Linked DNA regions of Mus musculus: region 2 is linked to region 1. The links are chromatin contacts, called in public HiChIP or PLAC-seq maps. All regions are on one chromosome and are shown on one strand. The core of a region is the stretch at or near the end of the contact, and the rest is flanking DNA. Distances in the headings are between cores, read along the strand shown.

Region 1 (3,602 bases), core at 499-2,998:
GAGAAACCAGTTTATGAGCGGGCAAGGCAGTGGCTCAGACCCCTGCCCGGAGAGTATCAGCCTGTAAGTCTCGGTTTCTGGCATGAGCCTGGCTTGGTCTTGGGTTCCTCTGCCTCCCCTAGGGGCAGCCAGGCAGATCTCTGCAGGATTGTCTCAGTCCGCCCCGGTGCGAAGTTCTCTGATTCCGCAGGCGCCAACGGGATACTCGCCCGACTGTTCAATGCTGTCACCCGCACCTATATCCTAAAGAGTCTGGAGATGTGCGCCCAGGGGCCTGGGGCTGTGTGTGTCTGCTCCTGGGAGGACTCCACAGTCCGGGACCGGAGGACCTCCAGCAGGGAACGCCGGCGCCGGCGGCCATAGCCTTGAGGGCTGATCTTGTTTCTGGGAGCCATGCCGTCCTTGTCTTTGTCTGTTAGCTGGTAGATCTGGTGGGCCAATTTCTGAAATGTGCAGGTCCCGAAGCGGCATCCATTGCTGCGGGAACCCTGGTTCATGCTCTGGCGGTAGCGTTTGACACGAATGTGGGCTTCGCTCTGATTGCTGTGAAGAAGGAAGGACACCTCATCAACCGGGGCTTTGGTCCCAACCACCTGGGACCGGAGCCATGCAGTACCCGAGGGACCTGGAACCCGTTCCCTCCGCCGGAGCCTCAGCTGCAGTGCAGCCAGGACAATCCCCAGGGTCAGAGTAGTGGAGAGGGCACATCCTCTGCAGAGAGCATAGTTACCTGGCTTGTAGGGGGCCAGTTGTGTTCTGCTCGTCCAGGAATGGATCAAGAGTCTGGGTAGGAACTGTCGTCTCATCAGCGAGTCCCGTAGGGTAGCTGCTGGATGCTTGTAGTTCCCTCTTCCCACGACTTAGCGCCCACTTATTCCACCTAGAAAACACAAGCAGATGCGTTTGGCCTAAGTTCAAGTGATGTCCCAGCCAGCTCCACTCCCTTTGTAACACCTCCAGACCATCTCTCAGTTTTCTCTCATTGCCAGGTATTCAAAGTGAAGAAAGAAAGCACGGCCCAAACTCACTTCTTTCGGAACTGCGAAGGAGTATCTGGCCCTGCAGTGTCCGCGCCTAGGAAAGCGAGTGAACCCAATAACATCAGGGTGATGGAAACCAGCTTCATTCTGTGGCGATGCTCTGATACCCTGGAAAGGAACAAGACACCGAGTGTGAGCAACCGGGCCAGCAGCACGATCCCGTCAGCACGCGAAGGGTGGCGGCAGGACGGGGAGCCGCTTGGCAGCGCTCTTCCTGGCTCAGCTGCTTATCTCCCCCACTGGCGCAGAGAAACACCGGAGATTTTTGCGCTGGCCGGGTGGGTGACAAGCAAGGCAAAGGAAGCCATTGAGAAGTGCCAGGCTTCCAGAGGTTTCCAACTAAAGTCCCAGGATCTCAGCCCAAGGAGGAGGGGGGATCTCAAGAGAGCTCCAGCTGTGCGCATGAGCTAGACCTGGGCAATGAGGTGTTCTCTACATTGGATACCCTAAAGTGGGTTGTTCCCCCTTGTCCAGCTCTGCAAGTTTTGGGGCTTTGGCAAAGCCGTCCCCCTCCCTAACATGCTGGAGGCCAGCGGTTCCTACCTGATAAAGGGGTGCGTTGTCAAGCACTTGAAGCAGAAAGAAGTCCTTCTGACAGTAGCAAAACCCCAAAGTCCAAGATTGACTGCGATGAGAAGCCGAGAAACCAGGAGCGGGAGCGGTAACGCTGGAGTTGCTCTGTCTAGTGTCACCAAGAAACCACTGACTAGTGAGCACCAGCTCCAGCGTCTTATAAGCGCTCAGGGGCGGACGGTGGGCGTGGTCAGATTTGCCCTGGAGTCCTCCCTCTCCAGCGTGCTTGCTTCTAAAACCAGACCTGCCCTGCAGCTTGCCTGTGGGTATGGGGGGTAGGGGTAAGAGGTCCCCTGTGGCTAGACATCTCAGAGATCCGCTCTGAGAGATTAGACTGGAGCAGGACTTCCCTTGCCCTAATTTCCCAGCATAGAGTTCAAACAGTGAGAAGGGAAGGGGAACCAGAACAACTCGGGTGGGGTGAATCCTTTGCCCATAATGTGTACAACCCAGAGTGCTGATCTGAGCTTCCTGGACAGTGCTGCAAGAACCGGGAGACGGGTGGGACACATGGATAACCAAAACCCCGGACTTGGGGAGCTGTGACCTCAAATGGACCGCGCCCCCTGCCGGCTTAGCACCTGACTGAGCCTCGACCCCCATCTGTGCCCGCAGGGTACACCTGGAAGGGAGAGGCTCAGTCTCCAGTGACTGGGACTGAGGGGTTTCTCGATAGACTAGCCAGTACGGATTTCGTAATAAGGGCAGAACTGGGAACAGCTGAATTGGAAATTGGGGTTTGGAGAGGGTAGTTATCTGAAAATTCAGAACTCACATTCCTATTTGGAAATACAGGAATAGCCAAAATTAGGAAGAGAGATAGTTTTGTTTTCTTCCTTGTGATACTATTATCCCTTATAAGGCTATGACCTGCGAGTTGACCTGACTGCCTTCATTCATCCATCATAAACGTGAGGATTGACTGACTGGGAGCACACTAATGCCTCACATATGTTAATCACTTTACAGTTGACAAATCCCAGCCAGATCCCAATCGCTTTTGATCTCTACACTCCCGAGCTGGTGTTCTCTTGAATTAAAGTGAAGTGCCGAAAGGGTAAGTCTATTGCCCAGTCACACTAAAGGTGGGAAGCTGTAGAGTCTGGACTCAAAAGACTGGGGCACAGCGGCTCGGTTTTCTGGCTGGGGTCACCATTCTCATCAGGTGGGGGGAGAATGCCGGCCCCCGCCTAGCCCAGAGATATGTGCTAATTCACGATGAATCAGTTCGAACACGTTTGCCACGGGCTGGTGCTCTTCACAGATCCGTGAGTTCACTTTCTTCCCTTCTAGGGCCAAACTGGGCGACAGGCGTAGCTCCGCATGCAGGTCTCCCGGAAGGTCCCGAAGCTAAAGACATGACCTACGACAGCTCCTAGCCCCCAGCCCTGGTGATGTGGACACAGACAACTCATGTCCTCTTCCTGGCGACCCCGGCAGATCTCCCAGTGTCCTACCTTATCTGCCTCTAAGTGTTAGACCAAGAGCAAAACCGACTAGGCATTCCTGTCCCGCGGACCTTGCTCACAGCGCAGACTATGCTAAGCACTGCTGGTTCAGCCCGTTTGTCACCCTCCAGACAACCATGGACATTGCACCTGGGGGAGAAATGGCCGCGCCGAGATTACTTATCCTCCTAAAACTGCAAAACGGAGTTCCCCCTTGGGCAGGGGACAGATTCCCAGGTTCTGCTTCTGGTAGGGGCTTGGGACACGGATGTTGAAAGGGCTGCAGCTAGGCGAACTGGCCCGCCTTAGGGCCTTCTGGGCCGTGGGACAGTCACCGCAGCAGCCCTGGCCAGTGGCTAGCCTGTCTGCACCAAGCAGCACATGTAGCACAGAACCCTAGAACTTGACCCTAGAACTTTTTCTCGCTTCTGTCCCGTTCTGTACCCTTCCTTTCATTTCATCCCCGGATTGTCTGTTGATACCGCGCAGCTGTCAGTCTCTTTGAAGATGCAACATACCTGTTGCCAACTTGTGGCCGGGG
Region 2 (3,602 bases), core at 827-3,326, 1.0 Mb after region 1:
AGCCAAGGCAGTTGGTGACATTGCAGTTTACTTCAGCCTCCTGAGAAATTGGTATTACAAGCTTGACTGACCCACTGGCAGACAACGTGGGTCTGTACAATCCTCCTTCAGAAAAAGCCAATCAGGCGTGATCTGAATCCAGTCCTGCAGAGGCAACAGAGGAAGTCGGCTGGCCTTGCTTCTTTCCAGTTCCAGGAGCTCATATGCAACAGAAGGGTTCTGGTCTCCCCAATTCAGGCCCCAACTTTATTCTTTCTAAGGACAAGATACCAAAGAATCTCTAACTCCGGTGTGCCGCTAGGGGGAGCATGGCCTGCGTTGTGTGTCTGGTCTTAGGGCTTTTAACATTTAGATTACTTTAGTGACTGACTTTCTGCTTTGGTAGCCTGACTCACACTGTTTGACTGGAAGGGTCCCAGAAAATTTTAGTTGATATTGTCAACTCCAGTGAATTTGATCTTATTGTAGAAAGGGGTGGACTTGCCTCATCTGGGTTCGGAGACTAGGCAGGTGTGTGTTCCTTGGGTTCAGATAAAGAGCAGAATTTGCTGTGTTTAAGAGGAAAGAGAAACAGAGCTTTAGTGATACTGAATTCCTATGCAGATGTGGGGATTCTGGGCTTATCACTACTTAAGGATCTGTAGTAGTCTGCCATTTCTACTTGGGTTTTATGTCGTGTTTTTGTGTATTATCTTCAGCATATATTTGTGAGTTAAATTCAAGTCAACCAAAGTCTGGTTTTGGGAATTTTGTAGCATACTGAAGGTGAGTCAACATCACAAGGAATTCTGCAAGGGATAAGCGTTACAGATTCCATCAGGGCCCCCCCACCCCTCCCCCAGCATTATTTTGAGGAGCAGCATTGGAGAATGGCCTCCTTGAGCCTCATTGTCTTCATCCTCATCAGCCTCCACCTTCCCACATGCAGTCAATCCATTTACCAACCCCGAGTTCTACTTGAAAAATATATCTACTAGATTGGTGGAGGAGAGGTACTAACAATTGGGGGGTGGTGGATGAGAGCTGAGTGCCTAATTTGAAGTGTTTTTGACTAATAGCACCTTGACACTGCACCTCACACCCTAGTCCTCTGCCACCCCAGTATGAGATATATTCATAGAAAGTAGAAAGTCGGGAGGAGGCTGGCTCAGTGACAGGTGGCCAGTTGGCGATGAGGTCAGGCACTGCTAAGGTCTTGTGACTCTAGCTCTGGTATTCTTGGCAACTGTTCTGCTTAATGTATGCCAGAAAGTTGAAAGGCTTGGACACTGGTTTTGGATCTCTCATTTCCTGGTTCAGTAAATGGGAGCAAGTAATTTAACTTTACTTTAGATACATTTTTAAAATGTGTTAAATTAATATAACACCAGTCGTAACTTTTAGGACTACTCTGTCAGAGAAAAAAATGAACCAGGATTTGGGAGGTTATTTTGGGAAGATGTAAGATAGTACTTGGGGGTAGGGCAGGGCATTTTTTCTCTAGTTTGCAGCAGATATTGTGCATGTCATAGATGTTATCGGTCATTAAATCTTTGGGCTAGAAGGGTGGCAGATAGATTTACCTTAACAGGACTTAGATAGAGTCTTCACTTTCCCTTGGAGGCCCACACTTGTGGTTCTTAGAAAATGAGCTGGTTTTCAAGATCAGGCTTCTGTGTACTTTATAGCAAAACATAAAGGACTAGGAGACCCTTGACTTGTCTCTACTCTCAGTTCCTAACTAGTTAGGTAAGTGTGGATCAAGTATCTGATCTCTCTGGGCCTCAGTGATCCCATCTATAAAATGGTAGCAAACCTATCTGACCAGTGTGTTAAGAGCATCAAACAAACTAGTACATCTATTTTGAGAGGGTTAGGCAGCATCCAAGCAAAAGTATACATAGGGCTACTAAAAGGGCCTTCTGTGTCCCAGGTACGGCCCTGGCACTTGTACAGTTTCTCATTGGAGGCCTGGGCTGTGGATCTTTTGTTCAGAGAGGAGGCTGTTTGCATTGTGTTTGATGTCCTGGCTCTGACTGTAGACTTAAACAGTGTTCCTCCTAATCCTGATCTAGTTTGTTTCTTCTCCTTTGCAGGAAGACAAGAGACTGCTTGGGCTCTGGCACTAGTACCATGGGACCCTGTACTGGCTAAAAGCTGTCTCCAGGACCTGAACAGTCAACAAGGTAACCAGAGAGGCCAGTCTAGGCCAGCTTCTAGGATGTGAACTGTGTTTCTGCCCCAAATGCTCCTGAAAAATCCCAAGCGAACAAACAAGTTGAGGCAGCACGCATCAGGGTCCCTCCTCATTCCGCTGCTGCTGCAGGACCCAGAGGAAGTGCTTGCTTCCCCTCCAAGCCTTCAGCTAGCTCCCTCCCCTTTGGCAGGGATTCTTCCAAGTTATAAAAGCTGAGACACTAGAGGGGAGGAAAACAAGTCCACTCACTGTCCTCACCCTTCTCCCCTCTGGGTTGTTGCAGCAAGTTCCCAGGAACAGACCTGGGCTCCTGGTTGACTGGAAGGGAGGTAGGAGGAGTGGAATGCATGCATAAACTGAGCCGATCAAAAGACCGCGCTGTTTCAAGGCCGGCTAGAACTCAGAGAATGTGTAGAAGCACGCGCACGCATAAACGTGCGCGTGCTAGCTCGCTCCTGGGACACCGGGTTGAGGGAGAGCGCCTAGCTGAGTGAGAGCAAGCCTGCAAGCGTGTGTGCAGCCTAGGACAGGTCTCCATGACAACCAGCCTGACTGGCTAGCTGCGCTAGCTCTGCTCACTTGGCTGGAAGGAGTGTCTTGAAAGGTCAGAGGAAGGAGCTGTGGGAAGTTCGCAGCAGGTACTGGAGCTTAAGCCAGTGGATCTGGGGGCCCTGGGCTCCCTAAGCGACTGTGGTGTGAGCCAGCCTCTGTGGAGAATGGAGTGGGCAAGAAATCACCCGGACTACCAGGTAAGGGCACCTCTGAGCCCCTTGCTTTGAGTCGGGCTGTTTATGGCAGGCCAGTGTCTGTGCTCTTCACTTCAGAGTTTGGGGGTCGAGAATGATGTCATACTCCAACAGTTGGATTCTATTAGCTCCGGGAGGAGGAGGGAAACTGCCAATTTTCTTGACTTTGCAAATCTAGCTAATCTCACTCTGGCTGAATCGGAGATGTTTAGGCTTCACTCTGCTTTTATTTAGCACAAAGCCACTGGATATTTTCACAGGAAGGTTCTTTTATAGGAAAATGAGTTCTCATCGCTCTAGCACTGTTGAAGTTCTTATGTGGAAACTTTTGAGCAGCTTGGTCGGTTTTACCTCGTGCTCTCTTATCTCCATGCTGCTATGTCTGACTTGTAACAACAATCAAAGTAGCTAATGAAGCTCAGAGAGGAGCCTGCAGTGAGTTTCAAGTCCATCTGGGACACTTGACAGGGCAGAGGGACTGGCACAACAATATCTGAGCGGGGGCCTTGCACTGTCTATGAAGTAGCTTTGGAAATAGGAAACAACCCCCTCCCCATTAATGATGCCCATCACAGGGTTTCTTGAGTTGTGGAGGGGACTTTCTTGGGTTTTGGGGACTTGCAAATATCTGTCTCATCCAGATGTTGCAGAGAGCTGTCTTAACACTACAGCTACGGGGA

Evidence for each region. HiChIP or PLAC-seq counts read pairs in DNA pulled down with a chosen protein or histone mark.
Region 2: a contact with region 1 is called in an H3K27ac HiChIP or PLAC-seq map of embryonic stem cells, with 3 times the contacts expected there. The contact joins the promoter of Denn2b here to the promoter of Adm in region 1. A contact is called at or near these places in 1 of 39 promoter capture datasets (the HPC-7 cell line), 5 of 484 Hi-C or Micro-C datasets (all in embryonic stem cells) and 3 of 115 datasets of contacts at active chromatin or transcription factors (embryonic stem cells and pancreatic cancer cells).

Annotation. Positions count from the first base shown.
Region 1 is chr7:110,625,803-110,629,404 of GRCm38.p6, reverse strand. Adm (adrenomedullin) reads right to left here and starts at 1,748. Exons shown (of 4, transcript NM_009627.2): 1 at 1,584-1,748; 2 at 1,029-1,148; 3 at 731-880; 4 at 1-543. The coding sequence starts at 1,126. The coding sequence ends at 237. Gm28863 (a long non-coding RNA gene) reads left to right here. Exons shown (of 3, transcript XR_003946665.1): 2 at 990-2,670; 3 at 2,907-3,602.
Region 2 is chr7:109,615,621-109,619,222 of GRCm38.p6, reverse strand. Denn2b (DENN domain containing 2B) reads left to right here and starts at 2,076. Exons shown (of 20, transcript NM_001001326.1): 1 at 2,076-2,165.